Regions from separate parts of the Sus scrofa genome. Here region 2 is linked to region 1. The links are chromatin contacts, called in public Hi-C maps. All regions are on one chromosome and are shown on one strand. The core of a region is the stretch at or near the end of the contact, and the rest is flanking DNA. Distances in the headings are between cores, read along the strand shown.

Region 1 (3,858 bases), core at 1,005-3,504:
GGGGTGGACTGCGGGAGCAGGGGAGGGGATGTAGCACAGGTTGAAAGGAAAAGTCAGATCTTTGAGGAAATAAAATGGAGTGATTTAGGCTGTCACAAGGAGACCTAACTCCACTTTGCGCATCACTGGTGAATGCTTGAGTCACCCACGCCAAGTCTCTCTTCTCTAGCATTTTCCGGACTCCAGTCTCAGCCACCACAAAGGAAACTGAGTTTGACTTGTGAAGCGCGGATCCAGTTCCTCATTCAAGGGAAAATTAACCGGAAGTGTCATTTCAATATCCATCTCCCATCAACAAGAAACTGCTTCTGTAAGAGAAAACGTCATGGAGGTTTATCTACAATCACATAGGTAGGACCGGAAGAGTAATGTAGTTACGGCACAAATGCAGAAAGTAAGGTGTGTGGTGCTGCAAAAGTGACTTCTCTGAGGTTAACGTGGTTGTATTAGGGTGGACCTCAGCCAGGACTCAGGTCCCCTATTGCCAGTTCATCTTTTAACAGCCAGAACAAACCTCTCTCTCTCTCTCTCTCTCTCACACACACACACACACCACCACACACACGATGACATGGACAGAGAAGCAGAAACCGAGTTGGGCAGAGTGGACAGCAGACAAACCCACCTCACAAGGCCGCCCCCGCCAGTGCCGGATGCAGGACTTGCAACGGGCCAGCAGAGGGCGCGCCGCCCCCAGGGAGCCGAGAGAGGCGGCCGCGCGGAGCACCGCAGGCGAGCCGGACGCGCCCCTGCAGCTCGGCCACTCAGGGTGCAAGACCCGGCCAAGGAAGAGGAGGAGGGTGAGAAGCAGACCCCCCTTGTGGGCCCGGGTAACAGACCGGCTGGAGAGCTTCCTAGGAATTACATCACGCTGCGCAACGCTGCGGCTCCCGGACTTCGTCGGCTCAGAGTGTGTCTGTGTGTCTGTGTGTGTGCCTGTGTCTGTCTGTGTCTCTCTGTGCCTGTCTGTTTGTATGCGCGCGCGCTGGGGGGAGGGGGAGGGGACTTAGACCGAGCCCGGGAGAGAGGAAAGCAAGACGCGCCCCGGGGAAAAACCTCCAGGCACATGGAGAAATTCCTTGCACCGAACTGCATGGAGAAACGAGCCCCCAGCACTTCCCCGCAGCTCTCCTCCCGGTGCAGAGTACCCAGCTAGCGAGAACCCTCTCGGCCCCACCTCTAGCACCCCCCCAAAACCGGCCCTGCACCCTCCAGCCCAGCTCCAGCGCCGCCGCGAGCTTTCCCCAGGACTGGCCCTGGCGGGGCGCCTAGAGCCCCAGTTGCATTGCTCCAGGAGAAAGGAGGGGGGCGGTGCATTTTGCAGGAGGAGGAGAAGGGGGGTGGGTAGTGGGGGAGAGAGAAAATTGCGCGGAGACCTGCCAAGCGCCACCGCCGCCGCCGCCGCCGCCGCCACCGCCGCTGCCGCCGCCGCCGCCGCCGCCTGTGAGCTCCGGCGGGCAGCCGGACTGTCGGCTTCCCGGGGCATCTGGGTCCGGCGGGGCACAGCCCGGGAGCTGCCGAAGCCGCCGCCGCCGCCTCCGCGGCGAGTGCAGGAGGCTTCCCCCGGAGCTTGTGCCGATCCAGCTCCTCGGGGGTGGAGAAGTGGGGGGTGGGGTTGTTGTTTGGGGGGAAGAAGGGGGAGGGGGCAACGCCGAGAGAGTCAGTGGTTTCCATGGTGATGGAGCTGAAAGTGCAGGAAATTTAAAGGCTTGGACCCTGTGAGACAGACAAACCGGTGCCAACGTGCGCGGACGCCGCCGCCGCCGCCGCCGCTGGAGTCCGCCGGGTAGAGCCGGCCGCGGAGCCACGAGCAGGCGGAGGGAAGTGCCCCTAGGACCAGCTCAGCCCGCGGCGCTGCACAGAGCGGCCGGACGACGAGCAGCGAGAGGAGGAGGCGGGGAGAGCGGCCAGTCCACGCGCCCTGCGCCGCCGCCGGCCCGGGAAGGCAGCGAGCAGCCGGCGCCCCCGTGCCCGCGGTCGCCCTGGAGTAATTTCGGATGCCCTGCCGCGGCCGCCTACCCGAGTAGACCCGGGAGAGGAGTTGCGGCCAACTTGTGTGCCTTTTTTCCGTCCCAGTGGGAGCCGGCGCTGAGCGAAGGGCTCTGCCGGCGACTCATGCTGCCGGCCCTGCGCCTGCCCAGCCTCGGGTGAGCCGCCACCGGAGAGACGGAGGAGCGCGGCGGCGCAGCGGGCTCGGCGTGCTCTCCTCCGGGGACCCGGGACGAAGCAGCAGCCCCGGGCGCGCGCCGGAGGCATGGAGCGCTGCCCCAGCCTGGGGGTCACCCTTTATGCCCTGGTGGTGGTCCTGGGGCTGCGGGCGGCACCGGCCGGCGGCCAGCACTATCTCCACATCCGCCCGGCTCCCAGCGACAACCTGCCCCTGGTGGACCTCATCGAACACCCGGACCCTATCTTTGACCCCAAGGAGAAGGATCTGAACGAGACGCTGCTGCGCTCGCTGCTCGGGGGCCACTACGACCCGGGCTTCATGGCCACCTCGCCCCCTGAGGACCGGCCTGGCGGGGGCGGGGGGGCAGCCGGGGGCGCAGAGGACCTGGCGGAGCTGGACCAGCTGCTGCGGCAGCGGCCGTCGGGGGCCATGCCGAGCGAGATCAAAGGGCTGGAGTTCTCCGAGGGTTTGGCCCCGGGTAAGAAGCAGCGCCTGAGCAAGAAGCTGCGGAGGAAGTTACAGATGTGGCTGTGGTCGCAGACCTTCTGCCCGGTGCTGTACGCGTGGAACGACCTGGGCAGCCGCTTTTGGCCGCGCTACGTGAAGGTGGGCAGCTGCTTCAGTAAGCGCTCATGCTCGGTGCCCGAGGGCATGGTGTGCAAGCCGTCCAAGTCCGTGCACCTCACGGTGCTGCGGTGGCGCTGTCAGCGGCGCGGGGGCCAGCGCTGCGGCTGGATTCCCATCCAGTACCCCATCATTTCCGAGTGCAAGTGCTCATGCTAGAACTCAGGGCCCCCTGCCCGCACCCGGACACTTGATCGATCCCCACCGACGCCCCCCGCACCGTCTCCAACCAGTTCCACCACCCTCTAGCGAGGGGATTCAATGAACTTTTTTTTTTTTTTTTTTTTTTTTGGCTACAGAGACCTAGCTTTCTGGTTCATGTAATGCACTGTTTAACTGTGTAGGAATGTATATGTGTGTGTATATACGGTCCCAGTTTTAATTTACTTATTAAAAGGTCAGTATTATACGTTAAAAGTTACCGGCTTCTACTGTATTTTTAAAAAAAATTTAAGCAAAAGGAAAAAAAAAAAGAACAGAGAAAAGAGAGACTTATTCTGGTTGTTGCTAATAATGTTAACCTGCTATTTATATTCCAGTGCCCTTCGCATGGCGAAGCAGGGGGGAAAAGTTATTTTTCTTAAAGTACAAAGAGAGGGGAGAACTTTTGTAGAAGGACTTTAAAAAGCTATTTTCCATTCTTCGGAAAGTGTTTTGGTTTTCCTTGGACCTCGAAGAAGCTATAGAGTTCAATGTTATTTTACAGTTATTGTAAATATAGAGAACAAATGGAATGACTAATCATTGTAAATTAAGAGTATCTGCTATTTATTCTTTATAATATCCCGTGTAGTAAATGAGAAAGAAGTGCAGAGCAGGATTAAAGAAAACCACTAAAATCGACTGCGCTCGACACTGCGATTCTCTGTGTTGGTGATTGATGGGGGCGGGGGGGGTGGGGAGGCGGGGTGGGAGGGGCGGGTAGGGGGTGCCTCTGTGCTTACTACGCCTGTTGGGAAAAGGGGCTCATCCCCATTTCTGGTGTGATGGAGGTGACCGTTCAGTTTTTCTTGGGGGGGGGGCCTATTCTCAAACTCCTCACTTGAGCATCACGTGGCCTCCGC
Region 2 (3,858 bases), core at 849-3,348, 120 kb after region 1:
CCCTGCTATTTTTATTCAATCCATATCACCTCTTAATTGTATGAAGACATTGTTATGGCCTCAGCTGGGCTCCCTCCCATCCAGGGGTCCCCCAACTTGGACTAAACAACTCGATGTTCTCCAGGACCCATCCCATCTTGTTTACTTGGTCAGGAGCAGAAACTCAACAATGGTGGGTTGTTTTTTGTTTTTGTTTTTTTTTTTTTCTTTTTTCTTTTTTTAGCCTTTTTAGAGCGTGGCATATGCAAGGTCCCAGGCTAGGGTCGAACGGGATGCTGACCTGAGATCAGAGCCAAGCTGCATCAGTGACCTACACTTGTAGCTCGCAGCAGTGCTGGAAACTTAACCCACTGAGCAAGGCCAGGAATCGAACCCACATCCTCATGGATACTAGGCGGGTTTTTAAGCGGCTGAGCTACAATGGAACTCTGATAAAGGCAACTTTTTTTTTTTTTTTTTTGGTCTTTTTGCCTTTTGAGCGCCGTTCCCACAGCATATGGAGGTTCCCAGGCTAGGGGTCAAATCGGAGCTGTAGTTGCCGGCTTATGCCAGAGCCACAGAAACGCGGGATCTGAGCCACATCTGCAACCTACACCACAGCTCATGGCAACACCGGATCCCTAACTCCACAAGCAAGGCTGGGGATCGAACCCACAACCTCATGGTACCTAGTCGGATTCGTTAACCACTGAGCCATGACAGAAACTCCTGATAATGGCATTTTTAAAGCAACCCAGGAGACAAAACTAGCAGGCAGGATGGAGATCCCACATGGCAGCCCTTTCTTCTCACCAAAGCGTAGCTGTTCCCTCCAGAACCCCAACTGCCTCCACCTCCAAGAGACAATATCGACCCCTTCCCTTAGCATCCAGCTCCTTCACCAGCCAACCCAGGCCTCCCTTGCCTGCCCCATCTTCTTTCACGCTCCCTCACTCTCCCAAGATCTAGTCCTTGGCCCAGATCTTCATGTTCTAAATAAACCACCTCTTTCAACGGGAAAGGCATTCCATTCCTTTGCCCGGAATGCCTAGCCCACCCTGAATGCCTCCCACCCATACACAGACATCTTGTTTTTCTCAACCTTCAAAGCCCTGCATCAATGTCACCCCTCCTCGGAAGACGCCCCTCATGCCCACACGGCATTAATTGCTTCCCGATGAGAGCTGAAGCCAGAGCTTCAATAGCCCCACCCAGAACCAGCAAACGTCATCATGGTTGTCCGTAGCCTGATTCCTTTCACCCTCGCCCCAACCTATCAGTGTGGGTATTGTGATCATGCACATTGTACAGATGAGAAAGCAAGGAGAGAGGAAGGAATTGGTCTGTGATCACATGGCTCCTGAGTGACAGGGAGGGTGTAGACCCTGGCTATCCCCCAGCCCAGAGCTCACCTTCTCCTTTCTCCCATTTCTCCACTTATCGGCCCATCTCACCCATTTAACACCGAGCTCCTTGAGTGCAACAATTGCGTTGGTATAGTCTAAGGATTGTAGTATCATAAGCATTATTACTATTAGTATGATAAGTGTTACTAACAGATTACTACACTGACAGAAATAGCAACACTAGCTCTGCTGTATGGACTATTCTCTCTATGGCCTGAGTTTTTCATTCAGTACCTTCTCCACAATTCAACAAGTTCATTGAGAGGTGTACTTTCTTCCCTTTATAGATAAATATCTGATTTATCCAGGAGGTTCCCTGAGGTTAAAGTCCAAGATGATCCTCCTCCTCTAACCGCTACTCTCCCGGCCCCCAACCGGGATCCAATCAAGATACAACCAAGACTCAGTGATCTGTTGAAGTAACACTGAATGTCTCATGTGCAGGCCTCGGCCTTTGATTTTAAGATTCCAGCTTACTACTAAGGACGCGCACAGCTACTATGGCCCTATCTTTTTTTTTTTTTTTTTTTTTTTTTTTTTTTTGCCAGGAACCGTGCTGAGGGCTCCCCAGGCACCGAGTCCTTCATTCTCCAACCCCCACGAGGCAGGGCCCGTTGTTTGCCCCATTTTTTGGATGCCTCACTGGAGACGCGTCGGAGAGGCTGTGTGCCGCGCCCACGGTCCCACAGCTGGGAAGGCGCAGGGGCCCCCTCGGGAACCCAGGCCAGCCCTGAGCGCTGCGCGCCTAAGCCCTCTTCTACCACTGCCTCCTGGGAACAGAAGCCCTGGAGGCAGCGAGGGGTGAGTGGGGCAGGCGAGGCGGAGGGCAGGGCCGGGAGGCGCATTCCATCAGCTACCATTTTCTCAGCCATTTCAGCAGATGCCTGAGTCCCTCTAGGACCAGACGGTTTCTAAAGCACATGATGACACGCACCGTCCAGCGGCTGCCAGGGACATCTTCTTTGCGCTCCTTCCGGGCCCCTGCGCAGACCCCTGCGCATTCCTCGTGACGTCACCCAGCTGTGCGTCCTCATCTCGCGGAGGAAGCTCTGTCACCGTCGGGCAGGGGGAGGGAGGGGCGGCGGCGGCCGCGGAGGGAGGGATGACACGGAGACAGGCCCCTCTCCTCTCGGGCGCCTGAAGGAATTCGTTCCCGGCTCAGCCCCGCGGCCGAGGTTGGGGAGGGTCCCGGAGCGGGGTCACTTCCCCGTGATCAGAAGGTGGACGCCGAGACCTTCCATGTCCAGGCTAGAGATGAAAAATAATCCAACTGAGTAAATAAATCAGCGAAAAGAGCAGCAGCCACCGTCTGCTAAGAAATTCAATCCTAAATGTGGAGAGAGTTGGGAGGGGGGGGCTGGAGGAGAGGGGGGGCACTGAGTTTCTGAAAAGATTTAATTGGTGATAGGGACCGAAGAATATGTAAATAATCTCTGGGTTTCTATCCTTTTAGGAGAAACAGATGCCAAGGACTCCAAGCGGAGTTTTCATATGAAAATCACCCAGCCCCCGAGAATGCCACTTAAAATGTATATAATTCGATTGTTATCTCCTATGGGGGAGGGCGCCCTGTTTGAGGTTTCCTTTTACATTAGTCCCCTACCCCCATTGTACGAGCCACTTTATGTGCCCCCCTTCCCCTCCTCCAAAGCCCCAGATTAGATGCCTGAGACAGACGAGGGCAGGACTGGGGAATTGGGGTGGGGGTGGGGACTGCTCCCCCGGGGTCTCAAAAGCCTACCGCTAAAACTTTAACTCAAAGATTATCTAAGTAAGGTTAACAATTTCTAAGTCCTGTCACTGCCAGGATCCATCCAGTGACCAGGAACCGGTCCCCTGTTTCTCTTTAGGCCACCAATCCTATTAGTGCTGAATCCTAGAATGTTCCCCCATAGGTTACCTAAATTTTGTCTCTCAAAAGTAAAGTCTTTTACTCCTGCTCCTTGGCACGACACAAAACACAATGGGTCATTCTTCATTTTCCAAGCCCTTCCAAAAACCCTCTGGGATTTGAACTCTTAAAAGAGAAGTTGGAGAGTCTAATGAAAGGCATGTGGGAGAAGGAGAAGTCAGGACACCATGTCCAAGACCCAGTTTTACTCCCTAACTTTCAGGGCCTCAGTTTCCTCTTCTGTAAAATGGGAAGACTGATGCCTGCCCTTTGCCAGTGGGGTGAGGACAAAAGGAGAAAGGGGGAAGCATGTATTTTGAAGGTAAAGCAAACCTATAACACTGAGTCATAATTAGAAACACAAAATGAAGCCTTGAACTGAAGAGGCTGGGATGTTTTTCCTCCTCAGCAAGTCGAGGGGGGTCAAACCTGTGATCTCCAAGGTCCCTTCCAGCTCAGATGTGCAAGATGTTTCGTGAATGTGAGCCACACAGGATGGGACTTTTCTAGTCCTGTGCAAACCAATAAACACTGGGCCATTTGTCTCCTCCTTGAGTTGCTCCTGTGAGCAGGTGCATTTTT

Evidence for each region. Hi-C and Micro-C count contacts between places; a contact is called where the count stands out from the background.
Region 2: a contact with region 1 is called in a Hi-C map of undifferentiated spermatogonia, with 2.3 times the contacts expected there. The contact joins the enhancer-like site here to the promoter of NOG in region 1. A contact is called at or near these places in 1 of 5 promoter capture datasets (liver), 25 of 47 Hi-C or Micro-C datasets (alveolar macrophages, blood, brain and 16 more) and 1 of 2 datasets of contacts at active chromatin or transcription factors (skeletal muscle).

Annotation. Positions count from the first base shown.
Region 1 is chr12:32,889,067-32,892,924 of Sscrofa11.1, forward strand. It overlaps NOG (noggin), which reads left to right and starts at 2,255. Exons shown (of 1, transcript NM_001143691.1): 1 at 2,255-3,140. The coding sequence starts at 2,255. The coding sequence ends at 2,953.
Region 2 is chr12:33,009,958-33,013,815 of Sscrofa11.1, forward strand. No RefSeq gene overlaps it. Among named protein-coding and RNA genes, the nearest start is that of C12H17orf67, 110 kb to the right of the region's middle. Within about 2 kb of position 2,099, at least 13 of the 83 cell types and tissues checked have an H3K27ac peak or open chromatin away from gene starts, as enhancers often do. A contact at or near this core is called in undifferentiated spermatogonia, where this site is marked.